2 separate regions of the Zea mays genome follow, and region 2 is linked to region 1. Evidence: chromatin contacts called from public Hi-C data. All regions are on one chromosome and are shown on one strand. Each heading gives the region's core, a stretch centred on a gene start, on an enhancer-like site or on the middle of the called end of the contact. The rest is flanking DNA. Distances are from core to core; before and after follow the strand shown.

Region 1 (4,898 bases), core at 680-3,179:
ATGGGCCGGCCCAAATGGAAAAGAGCAGATACCTGCTTCATCTGCTGGAGCCCAAAACAGAGAACCTAGTCGGACACAACCCTAATCGGACGACTAATCGCCGACTAATCGCGATTAGTCGGACGACTAGGTTTCTAGTCGCCCTAATCGCGTCGGTAGCCCTAATCGCCCTTACAGCAGCGATAAGTCCGACTAATCGCGATTAGTCGGACGACTTTAAAACCATGGCCTGGACACCTAGGCGACGCCTAAGGCAAGCAAGGTGGCGCCTTATCTATCTAAGAACCAGCGAGACAGCAGCACGGAGAGGAAGAAAAAGAAAAAGAAAAGAAAATAAAGAAGGGAAGGGGTAGCAGGCCCAGCCCACCAGCCAGTCGATATATCCCCCTGTTACCCTCCTTGCCCCGGCGATTCAGCTGCCATCACTCGCAATGGAGCCGCCGCTGCCCCCGATTTGATTCGCCGTTGTCGCTCTGATTCAACGCCGCCCCTTCCCCTCCCTCTTGCTGGTTCTTCGCTAGGTGCCTGGACGCCTAGGCGTCGCCTTTAAAACAGTGAATCTAGTAAATGCTAAAGAGCCACTGCCAGCCCTAACTGCTCCTGCTCCAACACAGCATGGTCATGCAAGAATAAAGACAGGAAGGAAGAGTATTGGAAGCTTTTACCGGGGGCCTGATGCCACAACCAGGATTTGAATCTTTTTTTTTGTGAGCGAATCTACAATCTAGGGTAAAGGAAGAATAAATGGAAGCTTTGACCAGGGACTTGATCGCACAACTAGGATTTTAATGTAGACAACATATCTGGTGCACATGAAAGTTTGGTGCACATGGTGCACATATTCAATCAGCACCACTCATTTTAGATCTAACGTCTCTAGTTGTTTGGTATATTTTGCTAAGGACACCCTTCGACGTGGTAGGGTGTAGTGGTGGAAGGTGTTATTTGTAAATTGCAATGATCAATCAGAGACGTTAGATCTAAGATGAATAGTGATGATTTAATATGTGCACTAAACTTTCATGTGCACCAGATATGTCCTCTTTAATGTAGGGTAGTCCTACCCAATTCTACCATATGCGGCCCAGTATAATTCCATATTCACAATTGAGTATACAAGTACAATATTTTGCAATTTGGAATAATCGAAATTCAAGATTCGGTATTAAAGCATTTGATATTTATATTGATCAGAAGCACGATATTTTTCCACTATTGTTTCTGCATACCTCACCTCACAACCAACAGTAGCATAAAATGACATTGTAAGGATCTCAATTGACACGGTATGTTTCCACTATTGATTCTGCATACCTCAACTCTCAACAAACAATAGCATAAAATGACATTGTAAGGATCTCAATTGAAGTATTAAATGATGTATCTGATCATGGAAGTATGGCACCGTAGCTGAGTATCAATATGTGTAGCAATCTAGGCTGTCTAGCAGATATTTAGAAGAATTTAAGAATTGAGAGAGAATCCAGAGCGGTCTAATTGGAACTCACCAGCTACGGCTTGTGCGCGGCTGCAGTCCTGCAGATTGAAGAACAATTGTGCGTGCTGTGGTCCTGCGGACTGAAGAAGTGCAGTGTATCAGGTATTCAGGTCCGAGGTTGCCGGTGCGGCTCGAGGCGCCGCGGTCGGATAGGAGAATCTACAGGCGGCGGCGGATCCGGCCTGGCCGAAACCCTAGCAGGGTGCGGCGGCGGGCGGACGGACGGACGGCGGTTGCGGTGGGGGTGGACCGTTGGACACGGGATACCTAGAGTACGCAGGGGCGGAACCGTCGGCGGCGTGGGTAGTGGGCGTGGGCGTGGGCGTGGGCGTGGGCGTGGGCGTGGCGAGCGGAGAGCCGGAGACCCCAGGCGCGACCGCTGAGTGGAGAGAGGCACGCAACGCGACGACCGCACATGACTATTGGGGCCTAGTTGGAGCCAGCTTCTTGTGGGCCTTAAGAGAAAACAGTGGGCCAAATCTAGGATAGTCCTAGTCCATCGGGTGTTTTGTTGTTTGGTTTAGACCTCGAGAAAGCTGTCTGGCGTGGGCAGCACTTCGAGCGTTCAAATTTAACTAGACGTGCCTTGCAACGGAAATATATAACACCAGTATACTACGATAACTTATATATATAATGTGTATTATATCGTTATAAGAAAATGTTTCATACTCAATTTTTTATTCTGACCATACATAAATTTTGTTATTTATAATCTATCTGTTTCACCACTACATTGCAATCATCAGTATCATGCAGACTTCGATATATGTCACGATTTGTATGGTCTCATTATTAGAAAGCACGTTCCACACATACCGGAAGAAATTCACTCGTACATCGTTAGTCATCAGACACGTACAACCATACGCTTTTGCTTAAACAAAAAGACAAGTGTGTGTTTGCGAAGAGAATTAAAGACAAGCCGGCACAAAAGCTACCCCAACGGTGGCGAGAATGATGAACTGGTCATTGTTGTCGGTCCTCCTCTGCGTCATCTCTGGCGCCAAGATGACGCCACAGTCCTCGATATAGTAGTCGTCGAACGCGCGCGACATACCGAGTACTGGTGACTCTTGGCTGGGTTGTAAAACGAAGTGCACCCCGGGCTCATCAGCAAGGTAGTACCCCTGGCCGTTGCACCACCGGATGCGCTACTCCTCTACATACATCGTGTTCGAGGACACTCATACAACGTCAGCAACGACCATCGTCTTAGCGCACAAGAATTCATGGCCAGTCAGTAGCGACTTACGTGGCAGGTTGGGCTTCAGGTGGACGATGAGCTGGACGACGTGATGGCGTCGTCGTCGAATGCGGTGCCCAGAATAACCCGAGAGTCGCCGACGTTGGCGACGACCATGAGGTCCCCCTGCTTGACGATGGACAGCGCGGAGCAACCGCTCTGCACCACGTCTAAGTGGCGGCTGCGCCGGAGCTTGTCGTACATAGCGCCACATGCGGCCACGTAGGACTGTTTCTAGAGGTCGAACTGGCAGTCGCCAAGTTTCTTCTTGTCGTCGATGAGCGGCCCCAACGCGAGTGCCTCCTGCTAATGGTGTTTGTTCGGGGTTTTCAAGTAAGAAACATGGATTCATGTTTGGCGTTGGTTTATAAAAATGACTCACAAGTCAGATCCATGGAAAAAATATTATGAATAATAAATGTCACGCATGCAAAAAAAGGAATTTAAGTTGAAAACGTTATTCAAACAAAAGAAATTGCATGCAAGGCTCTTCTTTAAATACTACTCCCTCCATCCAAAAATATAATTCAAGAATCTCAGTGATACTGTATTTTTTTAAATTTTAGCTAGGCGTCGGCTATACGAGGGAATGGGAATGGGCTTTGCGGAGAGGGGGAATGAGAATGATAGATATAGAATGGTGGCAGAACATGGGAATAGACTGTGCGTGGGGATGAGGGAATCAGAAAGGCAGAACACGGAATGGACAGAACAGGGAATGCCAGAACGCGGAATGGCAGACTACTATTGCAGCCTTAATAAGTAGTAGAGATTTAAGCCCATAGGATTACTATTGTTTTCATTTGTACTTGAGTAAAGAGTATATAATACAAAAACTGATTTCTATTTATACTTGAGTATAAGTATATAACACAAAGATATGGGCAGGGGCCTTGCCACAAATGATATAGACAATAGACAACCATCAGATAATTGTTTCTCTGCTAACAGTGTTACACACGAGTCCAAAATATACTATTTGGAAGGTAGAATTGGTAAAATGCAGGGATAGGAAAAATAGAGGGATAGAGTTGCATGGCATTTGCAATCCTATAGGAAATTTTCTAGAAGGTTAGACTTCATGTTAGAAACCCTACAAAATCTCACTACAATATGTTATTCCATAGGAATTTTATAGGATTTCCTTCAAAAATCCTTTACTTTTCCTTTTCTTTGTTCCAAAGTGTGACGGAACCTCCCAAGTAATTAGGCCCACCTACAGTGTCCTTGTCCAACGGACTTCAGACAACCCTGTAGGTGCCCCTGAACTACTTGACAAGTTCGGTATCTTCTTTCTTACCTTTCCAGGAACGTTTCACCCGTCTTGCAGACATTACAAATCATCAGAGATAAAGAATTGCGGAAGCGATTACATAACTTACATTTATTTAAAAAGTAAGATCAGGTTGTTTATTACAGACCAGAAATATAAAACGAGTGCTGAGTAGTATTATTACACATACCAAGGGAGGTAAAAACTCCTCCCGATAGTTTTAAACAAAAGTTCTATATGGAGGACCAAGTCCTCCCGTACTTCAGTCTTGTTTCTCCTCCTTAGGAACCACCTTGGTATAGAAGCAACAGAAATCTGCTACTTCCTCACCTAAAAACAACGAAGGGATAAACCCTGAGTATGGAATTACTCAGCAAGTCTTACCCGACTAAGGAAAAGACTCTCAAGGGTACGCTGGCTTAAGGGAGTCAAGGTAAGGCTTTTCAATAATCAAAGACTCTGTTTTGCAGAAATGCTTACTAAGTGGATCCTTAAAATCCAATTTTATTTGTCAAGTTAAGTACAATTACCTGCAACTAGAGTTCTTTCTACCCTAGTTCAATCACTGGTCCTGCACTAGCCAATTTCTTAACAAAAACCCATCATCTTTAGTGGAATGCTACGTGTAAGTCAGTGACCAAGTCTTCATAACCGCGAAGGTACGACGATCCGAATCGATTATACTCAGCTGAGGATCTCCAATCACACGACATATGTAGCACTTAACCCTTGCATATGTCAACCCGCCACCGGGTTTCTTAAGACTAGATCAGGTTCACGCAAACCGAGAGCACAGATACACCACCGTCCAGCCTCTTGCCACGGAGGGTACACGCTACTCTCGCCACCGCTCCACGCCCATTTCGTGTTATCTTATTCTG
Region 2 (4,898 bases), core at 1,178-3,677, 780 kb after region 1:
ACTGCATATGATGTCTTAATGGGCTCTAGTGCTCTACTCCAGATTATCCGTATATGCTCTTCAGACTTCAGAATGGTATATTGATAAATGCTGTAAAAGTTAAGAACATTGGATTCTGCTAAAAGCTTTTCTGTTGCACACTACAGTCGATTAAATAAGCAAAGGAGGGCTACAAATTATCCAGGCTTGGAAATTATCTTTGCATTTTGGCATTTTGCACACTAATTTGTACAGAAAAATAACTCCGTCAACATAAAATATTCATGATCACTAATTCACTACCTATGTGCCATGTGATCAAAAAATGCAATCGCCATAGAATGTTTTGAAAAATATGTTAATAGCAAAACACAACTGTAAAATACATGGCCAGTGGTGTTTGAGACACTGAATCATACTATTTCCCACTGTCAGGCAAAAAGTAACCCCAGCTGTTTGGCAGAACATTATTACGTCACACTCTGCATGTATTACGACAGGATGAAGTCTCTACAGAAATAGGAACCCAAGATAACAAAAACAGAATTATGTACGTGTCTACATTATCCCAATGCTCCATTCCTTGCTCTCTAAAAGCTAATGGTAAACAGCTTATTGCACTGTGATCTAATTGGTGCAGTCCAACCTTTTTTATGCATCAGCACCATACATAGAAACAGAAGACATGCACCCGGTCAGCAATCAGTGGCTGATTGCTAATAAAAGAAGTCTGCAAGGCTCCTCAAGCAAAATAATACAAATATGTTATTAGATGCAAATTTAGACTACACACGAACCAAACATTGAGCAATCCAGCTTTCTCATTTATGCCAACACATCTCAAGTCTGAATCTATGAAGATGATTCAGAAATCAGCACATCCACATGTTTTATTGGTCCATGATGTATAAATTAAACGTGTTGGACTCTTCTAAATATTTTCCTTCTGCACATTACAATTAATTAATAATGTAACTGCATATTCGTCCAAGCCTGGCAATAATTTTTGCATTGTTCATTAATTTGTGCAGCCACATAACTCCTCTACATCGGCATCAATTCATCAAACATCATGATTGTTGTCTATCTGCCTTGTGATGTGGAAAATGCAATCGTCATGGAATGCTTTGAAATGGGCATCCATTGTAAAATATAACAGTAACACAGATTGCCTGATAGTGTTGAATTATTTTCTACTGAGTGTGAGGCAATAAGTAACTCCAGTTATTTGTCAGAAAACTATTACATCACGTTCTGCATATATTACATCAGGAATAAATATCTACAGAAACGAGAAATCAAGAACAACAAAAACACAATATGTACATTTCTGGCTAATCTCAATGCTCTATTGTTTCCCTTGCTCATTAAAAGGTAATGGTAAGCAGGTGCTCCTACACACATTGAGACATAAATGGAAGTGGTCGTAACAGTGCTAGTTTCATAAGATTGATTCAGTTCAGACCTAAATAACTAATGGCAAAAAAAAAGAACACATCTTGTAGATGCTTAATTTGCTGTACCAAATGTGACACTCTGCTTCACTAAAAATAAAACAACCTATAGACAGAGTATTTGACTGCTGCGAACCAAATAAATATGATTACATGCATGTGGTTATCAAGGGAAAGCATGTCATGATAAATCTGGAAGAGATGAAAAATGAGAACAATATTTTCAAAGTATCGCCATGTACTAACAAAATAGTCACTCATCTGCATAGACAAGCCCATATATATAAAAGGCAAGCAATGCCGCATCATCACATCTAAAAAACTGTGGCATAGGAACAGTAGTAGCTGAGAAAAATGGAGACCACAACCAGGTGTATTCTTCCTCAGGGTGGGTGACAGGACCGCAATCCAGAAGGGACAAGGACAAAATGCGATCAGGCAACTATAAACACGCGACCTAATTGCACACAGATAACAATTGGCATTCTCTCACAAGCGACCTTAATCCAGAACAAATCAAATAAACAGATGTTTCATCACTCAGAACTGCCTAAATTTCTTTCACTAATTGGCCGATGACAATGGCAACGAACTGATAATAACAGAACAATAACGCGAAACGGAAGCTGGGGGAGAAATGTTACCCCGAGGTTGTTCATCTCCCAGATCTTGTGAACTCCGTAGTCTACAACCTGCAAACGGCAGACAACCGAATAGGAATCAAAGAGAGAACCCTTGAGGGAGAGGGAATGGCAGGTCTGGGATCTGGGGGTCGGGGCCTCGGGGGAGGGAGGGATGGCGCACCCGCTCGCCCGCAAAGGCACCGGCGACGACGAAGGTAACGTAGACGGCGTTGCGGCGCATCACCACGCGGTACAGCGAGTCGAGGAGGCCCATGGCGAACGGCGGCGGCGGGTGGGCGTGCGGGAGACGGGGAGAGCGAGCGAGAGGAGACAGGAAAGGCGGAGACGGATTCGGAGACGTCTTCTTTTTATAGTTCCCACCTTCTTGTTGATTTAATAATTTTGATCCCTTTCTTTTGGTCCGAACCCAGTGGGCAGTGGCCCATCCAGTTCTTTTTAATATTTTTATAACAAAATATATTTATTTATTTATTTTAGATAATGAATTTATATAATGTGTACTTAAATTTTGAACGGTGACTAGAAATACAAATGGTATGGATATTTTTTTGGCCATATTCGAGTTTGAATCCATTTAGAAAATTTTTAATTAGTCCCAAGGTTGTATATTAGCATGTGCATGTGCAATTGGGCTACCGAACAGGGTCCAAAATCATGAAGCCCCAAATTTCGAGCAAGTTCAGATAGAAAGAAGCAGCTCATTAGGTATGTTGGGGTGTTTGGTTTGAGAAATGATCTAGTTCATTATCTTCTCACTCACTATTTTTGTTCACCTCATTCATCATAGTTAGTTAGTACTAATATGACGAATAGTGTCATCCCACCAAATTTAAAGAATGAAATCATGGTGCACCACATCAATTTGAACGGAGTAATTACTCAAACCAAACACCCCCAATCCCCCATTGATTTCCATCTTGTGTTGACGTTCCGAATTCTTGGCGAACATGTGATTGTGTGTTGTTATCGTTAAGCCAGACGTTGCTTTACATTCTAGGCTTCTACTGTTCTACGTGACTACGTCACTGCCATCCTGCCAGACTGCCAGGCGATTGATGCTTTTTATAGAAGATGAGTTGGATATCGATAAGAACCACATGTACTTTTTTTCCAAAATACGATTATAATAAAGTTTTAGTAATTTTTCTGGCCTAAAGTTTTGTTTGGCACAGTGCCCTCCGAATCTCGGGTACGGCCTTGATTAGTCCTATTTAAGTCCATATATATTATATAGGACTAAATTTTTTTACCTAAAAACCGAACCAAACTGAACCAAGATTTTAGAGCACTTCATGCACAGGGTTGAACTATCTTCACAGTAGCCCTTTTAGTCCTACCTGTTAGCACATGTTCTCATTTTAGGGCAATGTCATTCACCAAGAGAACAATAAAACACCCAATCACTCTCTTCACTCACACACACACTCTAGGTCTTCACCTCTATCTCTCTAGGAACCATGAACAAGCAGGAGCCGACGAGGTGACGATAAGGAAGAAGTGGACGAGGAGCTCAACCACTAAAACACTATAGAGATCAACCTAGAGAATACCACAATAGTTGGGGATTGAGAAGAAGATTTCTCTACCTAGCAGATATGAGCAAGGAGGACGTGGAACTTTCAAGGAGGAACAAGAGAGGTAGAAAGTTGATATATCTTCTTCAAGTTGTTGAGAAGCTTAGTAACACCTCTCCAATCGCTTGGGTTGGCACATTCTTAGCTTTTATCACATTTTAAGAAATAGAGTTCACCACCTTCAAAATATGCCTATACAATGAATGATGCTTGGATGCAATATAGCTAGATTCAACTAGCTATATATGGTCAATAGAACCCTGTGAGCACCTCACAAACACGACTTCAATTTTGAGACCCTAAGCGAGTAAATGGTTAAAGTCCTCTTATTATTAGTCTTAGGACTTCTCCTTGCTAAATGCTTGTCAGCGATCTATATATCTTCCCCACTACGGGAGATACTATATATAGGGCCTTGGACCTCTAGGGTATCTCAAAGGCCTAGTCACAACAATTCTCAACAGTATTTAATTTTATACATGTATGAACAGTGTAGGAATTTGAGTGCCCAACCCAAGAGTGGGAGGTGTAAATTGGGTAGCTAAACTTAAATAGGGCTCTTCTTATTTAGGTTTATCTAGTCTCTACTTAGACTAATTCAGAAAGAATTTTACAACCTATGGTTAATCATATCTCTAGTCTAAGCAAATTTAGGAAAGTTAAAAGCACACAATTAGGCACATGTGAAAGATGCGTATGGTAAGTAAAAGACTTATAAGGAAAAAGTGGGTGAATCCTCAAGATGTGGTGGTATATCCCAATGATATTAGATGCCAGAATATAGGGGGGAAATCGATGTATACCATCTCTACCAGGATACCTGTGCGGACTTTGCAACTGACACATGGACCATGGTGTCTTCTTAGATTTGGTTATTAGCTAATTGCGCTACAACTTGTTCAAGGCTAGACCAAATTAAAAAACTAATATTAAACATAAAAAGTTAGGCAAACTATAGTAAATTATGCAGCGATCCAACAACAAGCCATGTCTCGTGGGTCATGAGCCACGCGTCGGCCATACACCCACATGATGTTTCCATACGGATGGTCCTTATGCAATTTTGTCTGCAAAACACAAGCCTTAATACAGCCACGCGACAATCATGGAAGTGGTCGTTTTAGGTCCTCATCATGAAGTTCAGGGAAAACGCATCAAATGTAATGCAGAGAAATGGTATTTCTTCTCTTGTAAATCAGGGAGAGGAGTACCATCAGTACAGATTCAGAATCAGAATTCAGTCTTCC

Evidence for each region. Hi-C and Micro-C count contacts between places; a contact is called where the count stands out from the background.
Region 2: a contact with region 1 is called in a Hi-C map of tassel, with 3 times the contacts expected there. The contact joins the promoter of LOC100382609 here to the promoter of LOC103647119 in region 1. A contact is called at or near these places in 2 of 25 Hi-C or Micro-C datasets (ear and tassel).

Annotation. Positions count from the first base shown.
Region 1 is chr2:152,064,856-152,069,753 of Zm-B73-REFERENCE-NAM-5.0, forward strand. It overlaps LOC103647119 (heterogeneous nuclear ribonucleoprotein Q), which reads right to left and starts at 1,930. Exons shown (of 9, transcript XM_008671678.3): 1 at 1,509-1,930.
Region 2 is chr2:152,842,052-152,846,949 of Zm-B73-REFERENCE-NAM-5.0, forward strand. LOC100382609 reads right to left here and starts at 2,428. Exons shown (of 3, transcript NM_001294309.1): 1 at 2,238-2,428; 2 at 2,078-2,125. The coding sequence starts at 2,330.